2 separate regions of the Mus musculus genome follow, and region 1 is linked to region 2. A link is a contact called in public Hi-C data. All regions are on one chromosome and are shown on one strand. The core of a region is the stretch at or near the end of the contact, and the rest is flanking DNA. Distances in the headings are between cores, read along the strand shown.

Region 1 (4,505 bases), core at 1,200-3,699, 190 kb before region 2:
TTCCTGCTTCTGCTTCCTGAGTGCTGGGACTAAAGGCATGCACCACCACGCCCAGCCAGGCCTGTGCCTTTAAAAAGCCCTTTCCACTCAAACCATGAACGCACACACAGATAGATGCCTTTTGAATTTTTCAAATTGGTAATGAATGAATATAGTCAAATTAAACAAGTAAGCCTAAGGTATTATGCCAGGCAGGTAGGATGAGGACAGTCAAGGGACTGTCACCCCTGAGCCACACTAAGTCTGCAGAATGAGCAAAGACTTGGCAGTATCCCATTTATCCTGACCAGTTCTCAGGCTGACATCTCAAGGTGACAGTTTGTGACAGGTAACACGAAGAACTGAAAACATGTCAATCCAGGGCCAGCCTAGGGAAAGCCCTGTCCAATTTTATCATGGTCTGTGAACTCCATCTCAAGGATTTTTGACTGAGGAATGCTGTACCCCTGGCCAGTCATCCTATTTAGGCGTAGGATCCACCAAAGAAAATTACTTTTCCTGCCAGTGAGGCGGATATTCCAAGCATCAGGTCGTAACACTAGGTTAGCCTTACCAGGGGTGACTAGTTAATGTCAGAGACCACCCAGGGTAGGACTCAGCAGATAGAACTGAGTGACCTGCCCCCCATGTCTATAGACTTCCCCTTCATCCTCGCCTCAGTTTTTAAGAAGCGGCTGGAAATGGACTAGGTATTTGGATTTCTATGAAAACTTGCATTTCTTCCTTGTGCTAGCCCTTCTGGGTCCGTTTGATGTCTCTGATTGCAGAGTCCCACAGTCTTCACCCAGTGTGGCTCACTGATTGCGGGCAGAGAACCTGAGCCTGCCTTTTTTTTTTTTTTTTTTTTTTTTTTTTTTTTTTTTAAATTAATGTTGGGAGAATGCTGCTTGCTGGCCATGTTCCATGGATACCTAGGAAGCAAAGGCCAGCCCTTGGGAACGTCCCTGGCTTGACCCACATCCCATATGAGTGTAACCAGTGAGCCTTGAACGTTATCCCAAAGTCTCAATGAACATAGATTTAAGGAGCTGAAGCGAAGACTGTAATTTTCTGATCTGGAAGAGACTGTAGAGAAAAGCTCTCTCTCCTTGTCCATGTTAAATATACAGAGGTCCAGCGTGTATCTCTGGGGATCACACAGGACTCCAGTGGTTTAAGGCAGACTTAGTATAGGTGACATTAAGTTTGTCCTGGAACTTCTGTAGTTGGGAACAGAGGGAGAGAACTCTACTGCTACCTTGGGTACCTTGTTACGAGTCCTGTGGTTCAGAAATCTGTAAGTGGGGAGGTCAGGGTTGAGGGGCGACCCTACCACCTGACCTGTATTCAGAATTGTTTCCCTGAAGAAGTGGACACAGGCCATTGGCTCAGCTCCTAGAGTGAAGGCTAGGACCAAGGGCCTGACAACCCGAGTTCAACACATGATGGAAAGACAGAGTAGACTCCAGCTAGCGAGTTATACTCTAACTCTATATGCAAGCACACACCTGGATGAGTGAATGATTTTTTTTTTTAAGGACCAAATAGGAAGTAGCAAGACAGGCTCTTGAGAGGACAGTGGCAGTGGCTCCTTGTTCTCTTTCCCTTCCTGTTGTCTGTCTCACATCATAGGATATGTGTGCCCGTGTGTGCTTCTCTGACAGAGATGCCCTTGAGTTGGTTTTATGGTGTGTTCTCTTGCTAGCCACAGGTTCCTACCTCTGTATGTCATGCCCCCCCCCCCCCACACACACACCTCCTCCACCACCTGTCAATCTGACCTTTAGATCCACCTGGGTGAAATATTTGGCACTCCCTATGAGCTCTTTGAGGTTGCCATGAGGAACTCTTCTTACTTGCCCTGCTGGGCTCTCAGGATCCCCACCCTGACCCCCCTGAAGTGTGTCGGCTAACTTGAATGCATGTGGACTGTGTGGATCTTGCAAGCTCTCCAGCTACTTCTCCAAAGGAGAATACAGAATGTCCTAGAAATTGGCCTTCTGCCCCCATGAATGTGGTGGCATTTTCCTCTCAAATTGTCTTGTTCCTATCACAAGAAAACCTTGAAGTGTGGACTTAGGAACTTCTGTGCTAATCCTGTGATTTTCTGGTCCTCTTACGGATTTGCTGGTGATGCCAGATTTTACTGCAGACTTTTATGGGTGACTGTGATCAAGGACTTCAAGATTTGTGTTCCTTGAGCTATTAGAGATCTAGAGTTTGTTTTGAGTCCAAGAAAGAATTGGGACCTTTGTGTTGTGTGTATATATAGGAAAAGGATAGGAAGTTAATAATTAATAAGGGGGACTGCAATTGGGTTGTAATATGAATAAAAAAGAATAATATTGATTAATTTTAAAGAGGCATGTGGATTTTTTTTTTTTTAAATGCAGGGTTCAAAGGTTAGGAGCTGTTCTGATAACGTTGCCATAGGAAACAGGTGCAGAGAAGATCTGGTTAGGAAAACAGAGTCTGACAGGGCAGAAGTGGTGCACGTTTTTAATCCCAGTGGCACTCAGGAGGCAAAGGCAGGTGGATCTCAGAGTTCCCAGGCCAGCCTGGTCTACAAAATGAGTTTCTGGAAGAAACAAAGAAAGAAACAAAATCCCCCAAACCCAATCTTACCCGTGAGGCAAGAAAGCAGGGGTGCTGACAGAGGAGGACATTGAACGTGGTCTCTTTATGACCCAGCTCCTTGTGTTTCTGGCAGAGCACACAGCACAGGGAACACCGGGGACTGAGAAATGGAAACCCAGAGGATGGCCTTGACAAAGTCATTTGAGGACAGAGACAGGATTTGAGCTCAGGCTTTCTTCTGCAAAGGACTTGAGTAATTTTGTATCTCTTGCCATGTCTGCCAAGGCTTTTGAGACAAGCTAGTGGTTTCCCTGGGCGCCCAACTCAGCCTTGTGAGGAGAAGGAGGGGAGGAGATGCAAACTCATTAGATCCTATCAAGAATGCTTTGGGGTGTGGTGTGGTGTGGTGTACAAGGTGAGATGGATGTGCCTCAGTTGCTTCCCAGTGATTTCCTGACCTACAGGGAAAATCCAACGTATGTGCTCATTTAGAATTTAGCTTTCTGGTAGAGTGTTAGGAAGAACAATTCCTTTCAAAGGAGCAAACGTAAGACATGTGGGGTTTGATGCTAACAATGTATACTTAATGTATGCATGTTTAAAAAAAAGGCATGAAGAATTTACTATGGACATTGACTTTGAAGTACAGATATTTATAGACAAGTCAAACAAAACAGACTCAATGCCAGAGAGGCACAGATTTGGCGTGGGCTGCTGTTTGTAGAGAAAAATGTAACTGCTGAACCTAGCAGGCTCATGGGGCGTGGGGGGTGCGTTTCCTAGTGCGTCGCATTTGGAAGGTGGGCGTTGGTAATTCTCCTCGTGGCTATATTAGGTGTCACCCAGTATTGTGCAACAAAGAGCAAAGGGAGGAAGGCAGGTGAAGGCACTTCGTAGACCTGGGATTGTTCCATATCAGAGTGAGCTTCAAGTCCGGGTCTTGGTTCATCACTACAATGCCCACGGGAAGATGTTACTATCTTCCCATAACTCACAAACTCCCAGAGAACTCTAGGCTTTCTGCCATGGTATATCACTTGTGCAGGGATATGGATGAGGGTAACATTTCAAAGAATCCCCAGAAAGTCAGGTTTCCAAGGCCTTACTTATTTTTTTGAGTTTTGTTTCTGCCGCTGTGATGAATTACTCTGACACAAAGTAACTTAGGGAAGAAAGGGTTCCTTTCAGCTCCAAAGCCAGGTTGTATCCATCACTCTGAGGATGCGACTGCCCTCCACATCACACCCACAAACAAGGGCAGAGAAATAAAAACGAGCGCATGCTTATGCTCACTTTAGTTTCTCTGTTCTGATACAGTGCCCCAAACCGAGGACTAGTGCTGTCTGCTTCCCATATCCTTTAATGATCAAGACAACCCCTCAGCCCTATACTCACAATCCAGGCAGTTCCACATTGAGACGCTTCAGATTTTAGATTCTGTCAAGTCGACAGCTAAGACTAACCATTACACCTGTGAATACTCATCAGCCTAGCAATTCCTCTTTAGGATTCATTACAAGGAAATGATGGTCTCTCTATGTGGGAATATGGTTATTCATCTGAGTGTGTTGACAGCAGAGAAAACTGGAGCTAACTTAAGTACCCACTTGAGGGAGAGACCAAATCATCAGTTATAGCTTATGACACCGTACAATGGATACTCACTGTGGAACTGTTCCTTGAAGTCCTACTGTGTGGGTAGGTAGAGAGTAGGCAGGAAGTGTATGGTACCATTAAGACCGATGCAGTCTGAGGCCTCTCAGAGCTCAGAGTTTTGTCATAGAAGCAGATTCTGTACAGTGGGAAGCAGAGCGAAGCAGGCACGTCAGGACTGTGCTCTGATATCAGGTCAAGTGCAGAAAAAAATCTAGGAAATTTGAATCCCTACCAGGGAGGCAGAGACTCTGAGTGATAGAACACGACTATCCCTTTTCGTCCCCATCACTGCT
Region 2 (4,591 bases), core at 761-3,260:
GAAGGCCTCCAGAGTTAGGAGTCGTCAAGCCACTGCTGCAGTTATTTTCTGTGCTGAGAAGTTGCTGCGTGCCTGTAAGGTAACGGGACGGAGTCTTCGGTATCAGGAGCCGGTTCCTCCTCAGCCCACATAGGCCCAGCAGTTAACACAGTAAGGCAACAAAGCCATCTCATTCTTCAGATGTCAGCCATGCATCACCACCAGTCACAGGACAGACAGACAGACAGACAGACAGACAGACATGTGCGCGCACGCACAAGTCACAGGAGAGACAGACAGACAGACACACCAGTCACAGGGCAGACACACACGCATGCACAAATGCATGCACAGGTCATTACCCATCCATCTGTCTGTCTGTTTGTCTCTGTCTCCTTTTTCTTCACCCCCTTTTACCTTCTCATGAGTGCAAAGAAAAACCAAAATTCCATCTGAAGTCCAGAGTACCTGGATACCCTTGTGCCCTGTCCTGCTTTCCCCTGAATCCTAAACCTAGCTAAAGCTTCCTCCTTTCTTCCAGTGGGTAACACTCAGTCCTAGTCGTATATGTTCTGCCTCAAGGGCATAAAATTAATATAGAAATGACATTTTATGTAGTGGAAGCCTTTGATACAACAGTGCAAATGGCTCTGCTTTGGGAAGTCAGCAATCAGACATGAAATGGTACCATTGGGCTGCTCACTGGGACAGCACTCTGGCTTTCTGCCCTGCCTCCCACCCCCAAAATCTAACTCTGAAAAGCGACGCAAAAAGGTATTTGGAAGAGGACAAGGAACTGTGGTTATTTTATGAAGACTAGCTCTCAGATTCACACAGCAGCATTTTTTCCACCTTTTTAAAAGTCTTAACTCAGACAAGAAAAATTGGATGCCTTCCCCCAATAGAGTCTCTGAACTGTACTTAATGAAAGCTTGGGTAACTCGTTTGGATTTTGAAAGACAGAAGACCCTGCCCGTTGCTGACTAGGGTTTAATTGCGTAATGAGGCAGCCAATCCGATTTTTATCTGATTTAGACGCCTTGCAAAATAAGCTCCCACAGGTCTGCCCACTTTTTGCCAACATGTCCTGGCAACTTCTGTTGACTCTGTTTACTACAAAAGTGATTGGTTTCATAAAGGCCCGCTGACTCATTTTTTTGTTTATTTGTTTCTAGTCTAAGGTAGCCTAGGCTGACTTGGAACCCCCCCCCCCCCTACATAGCCAGGGATGACCTTGAACTCCTGATCCCCCTGCTTCTGGCTTGTATTGTGCTAGGGATGGAACGCAGGACTTTGTACATGCTAGGCAAGCAAGTCCATGAAGATGTTTTCATTCCAGTCTATCGTGAACAGTGGCCACATTTGCCCTTTCTTATCCTTTCCAGTTCCCCGCCTCCCTGTCCTGCCAGTCCCTTTCTGTCCCCAAGTCCCTCCTTATCTATTTATAGAGTGAGTGTGGATGCATGTGTATATAAAACCTATGTTCTGCATGTGAAGGAAGACATACAGTATTTGTCCAGGCTATTTCTCTTAATTCTCCTCTCTTCAAGGGACTTGGCTTCTTTACCCAGGAATTCATTCAGAACTCTGGCCCTGTGGTACACATCAGAGAATGGAGCCGTATGGCTCCTGAGGAGCTGGCTGTAGCCTGTATTTCTTCTTTTAAGAAAATACCCTATGTTGCTAGAAGGTGTTCATTCACCTGATTTAGTTCCCACCAGGCTGAGAAGGGGGCAAAGTACAGAAAATATGGTTGCCTCCTGTCAGATCCACCCACCTCCCCAGGCAAGTACAGTGCAAGGGAGACCTGGGTGGGTGGGTCAGGGTGAAGGGCCTGCCAGAGAACCCCTTAACAATCCCCACCTTCACAGCCGTAACTGAGAGAAGACTCTCACTAAAGCTGCTGTCTGCATTCTCCTTCTGCCCCAAAGCTCACAAACTAGGCAGGTTCCCAGCTTGGAGCTGGCTGGTGGAAGCCCGGGCTCTTGTTTGCTGTGGAGTTGTCTGGGCAGCAGAGCAGAGAGACATGAAGAGATTAGTCAAAGCAGAAGGCCCAGAAAGGGCAGTCCTCCCAGCCTGGCCAGGAGGGATCCTGTATTGGGTAGAGGAGGCAGGGGCCTGTCTCCAGCAAACTTATAGGTACCAAACCTTGTCCTTTCTAAGATAGGCTAGAGGCTGTAACCTAGAAGATAGTGCATCTACTTTGGAGATTCACACAACCAACCCCTGGCTGCAGATAAGGAAATTTTCTCATTTAGCAGATAAGGCAATAGAGGCCATTTAGGCTGGGTAACCTGCCGGGACCTGTTGTTGGATAATCAGGAAGATATCATCGCAGAGAATATACGCTGATGTATTTCTTCATCTTTAACAGTTTCCTAACTTCTTGAGATGTGTTCTCCATAGTTTTGTTTGCATGCTGCCCCTAAGGGACTTAGGTTTTTTTTTGGTTTCGTTTCGTTTTGTTTTAAATCTTCAGGGATCCCTGGAAAAAGCTCAACACATGGTAACAACATGTACAATATGGTAATAACAGTACCATGTGTGTGTGTGTATGCGTGTATGCGTGTGCTGCATACACTTGCTGGCATAGGTGCGAGCGCGTGTGCCTGTAGCTGCTCATGTGTGCACATACATGTGGAACCCAGAGGCCCATGCCAGCTTCCCCTGGTGTCTTTCCACCTTTTTTGTTTGCTTGTTTTGACAGTTTCTCACTGAACTGTTTTGGCTGGACCGGCCTTAGGGCTCTACCTGCCTCTCACCACAGATAGGGTCATACATGCCCCCACGCCCAGCCTTCTGCCTGGGCTCTAGATTCCTAACCTCAGGTCCTGCTTCTTTGGCAAGCACTCTGCTGACTGAGCGTTCTCTCCAGTCCAGAACCATCTCTGTTTCTCAATAACAAACGTGTTAGGGTTGTGTTGGGTAGTTACAAACTCTTAGTCAAAAACCACACTGCACGTTAGTGCATGTGAAAGTTTCACAAGCACCCGAGACCTTGGGACCCTGTTTTCTGTCACCAAGGAGGAGGATATGCCGTTCTCTTGTACTGACGCTCCAGAGGGAGGCCTCTGCCCAACGGGTCTCAATCCAGCTCCTTTCTGTATCCGCGCCTCTCATAGAGTCCCATAAAACTTCCAGATCCTTCCCAGAAATACACACCTCAAGCAGCTCCCAGTAAGCCCTTTATGGACTGAACTCCTGACCCAGGTCCCTCCTTCCCTATCCTCTTGGCCTCCACATTCAGGTTTGCCCCTTCTTCACACAGGAGCTGCCTCTGTTTGGCTCTTCATAGATGCTAATGAGAAATAGAGGGGGGGGGAGGGTCCAGCTCCTGAGGGGAGGGGGGAGGACAGGCTCTACAGCTGCCTGCTGTGAAGGACTGAGTGAGCTCTCTTCTGCCACCTTAGTGAGTGTGTCCCAGATGACCTGGTGGAAGTAAGCATTGAGCGTCCTCAGAAGTTTAATCTCTGAGATTGCTCCCAGTTTGGGCTCTAATACAATGTTTGATGTACAGTGGTGTCCGTTGGTTTTATGAGACACTATATAATAGAAAGTATTGCTATTTTTAAAACGAATCAAATAAATTAACATCTTAAAAAGAATTTCTTTACCTGTGTGTACAAGGCCCAAGTGGAGGTCAGAAGAAACTTGGAGTTACTTCTCCCCCAGTAGGTGAGTCCTAGAGATCCAACTCCAGTCAGTCACCAGGATCAAGGCAAACCAGCCAAGCCAGCCAAGCCATCTTCCCCACCCCAAGTGTGAGTGTGTGTGTGTGTGTGTGAGTGAGAAATGGAATCAGTAATGAAATCCACATTGGATTCATTAGCTATCCTTTTTGTTTGTTTTTGCAAAGTGCTTAGAGAAAATAGGCAGCTAGACATTGTGGAGAAATGCAAAAAAAAAAAAAAAAAAAAAAAAAAGCTATTGTGTTCTGCAGCCCCAAATGGACAGTTTCTTTGGAGAATAAAATTAAAAATCACCCCCTCCCGTCCCCTTTTTACTTCTAAATCTTGCTGAGTAGGACTAACCCGGGCTGCCCCTGAACTTGAGCCAATTCTCCAAGTTCCTCGGATTCGGTTGTCTGTGTGTGACGGGTTCTTGTGTAGCCCACGCTGGCACACAGCTCCCTATTTAGCCAAGGATGCCCTGAGCCCCTAAACCAGAGTGCTGGGGTGTCACAAGAGTACTGCCACACTCAGCTTATGTTTATGGTGTGTGTGTGTGTGTGTGTGTGTGTGTTTAATTTTTATTTATATTTGTGGGGTTTTTGTTTTTTGTTTTGTTTGAGACAGGGTTTCTCTGTGTAGTTATGGCTGTCCTAGAAATCTCTAGATAGACCAGGCTGGCCTCTAGCTCAGAGATCTACCTGCCTCCTGACCCCTGCCCTCTGCCCTCTGCCCCCTGCCCCCTTGCCTCCTGCCTCCTGCCTTTTGAGTGCAGGGACTAAAGGCATATCCTGTTTTACTTTTAAAACATAATCCATTTTGACCGCTAAGTACAGCTCTTGCTGTTGCTGTTATCACCTATTTACTGTGCACATGAGTCCATGTGTGCATGGCATGGTGCAGTTGTCAGAGGACAATGCTGCAGTTGAGGCTGGGTTTCTCCT

The links. A called contact is a pair of places that touch in the nucleus more often than the background predicts.
Region 1: a Hi-C map of liver shows a contact between it and region 2, with 2.1 times the contacts expected there. The contact joins two enhancer-like sites. A contact is called at or near these places in 1 of 15 datasets of contacts at CTCF or cohesin (the NIH/3T3 cell line), 3 of 484 Hi-C or Micro-C datasets (granulocyte-monocyte progenitors, liver and nephron progenitors), 3 of 115 datasets of contacts at active chromatin or transcription factors (embryonic basal ganglia, embryonic stem cells and fibro-adipogenic progenitors) and 1 of 9 other capture datasets (adipose tissue).

The regions. Positions count from the first base shown.
Region 1 is chr12:99,416,870-99,421,374 of GRCm38.p6, reverse strand. All of the region lies in intron 1 of Foxn3 (forkhead box N3), which reads left to right. Among named protein-coding and RNA genes, the nearest start is that of Gm51999, 27 kb to the right of the region's middle. Within about 2 kb of position 2,449, at least 19 of the 459 cell types and tissues checked have an H3K27ac peak or open chromatin away from gene starts, as enhancers often do. A contact at or near this core is called in liver, where this site is marked.
Region 2 is chr12:99,230,955-99,235,545 of GRCm38.p6, reverse strand. All of the region lies in intron 4 of Foxn3 (forkhead box N3), which reads left to right. Among named protein-coding and RNA genes, the nearest start is that of 4930474N09Rik, 70 kb to the right of the region's middle. Within about 2 kb of position 2,010, at least 37 of the 459 cell types and tissues checked have an H3K27ac peak or open chromatin away from gene starts, as enhancers often do. A contact at or near this core is called in liver, where this site is marked.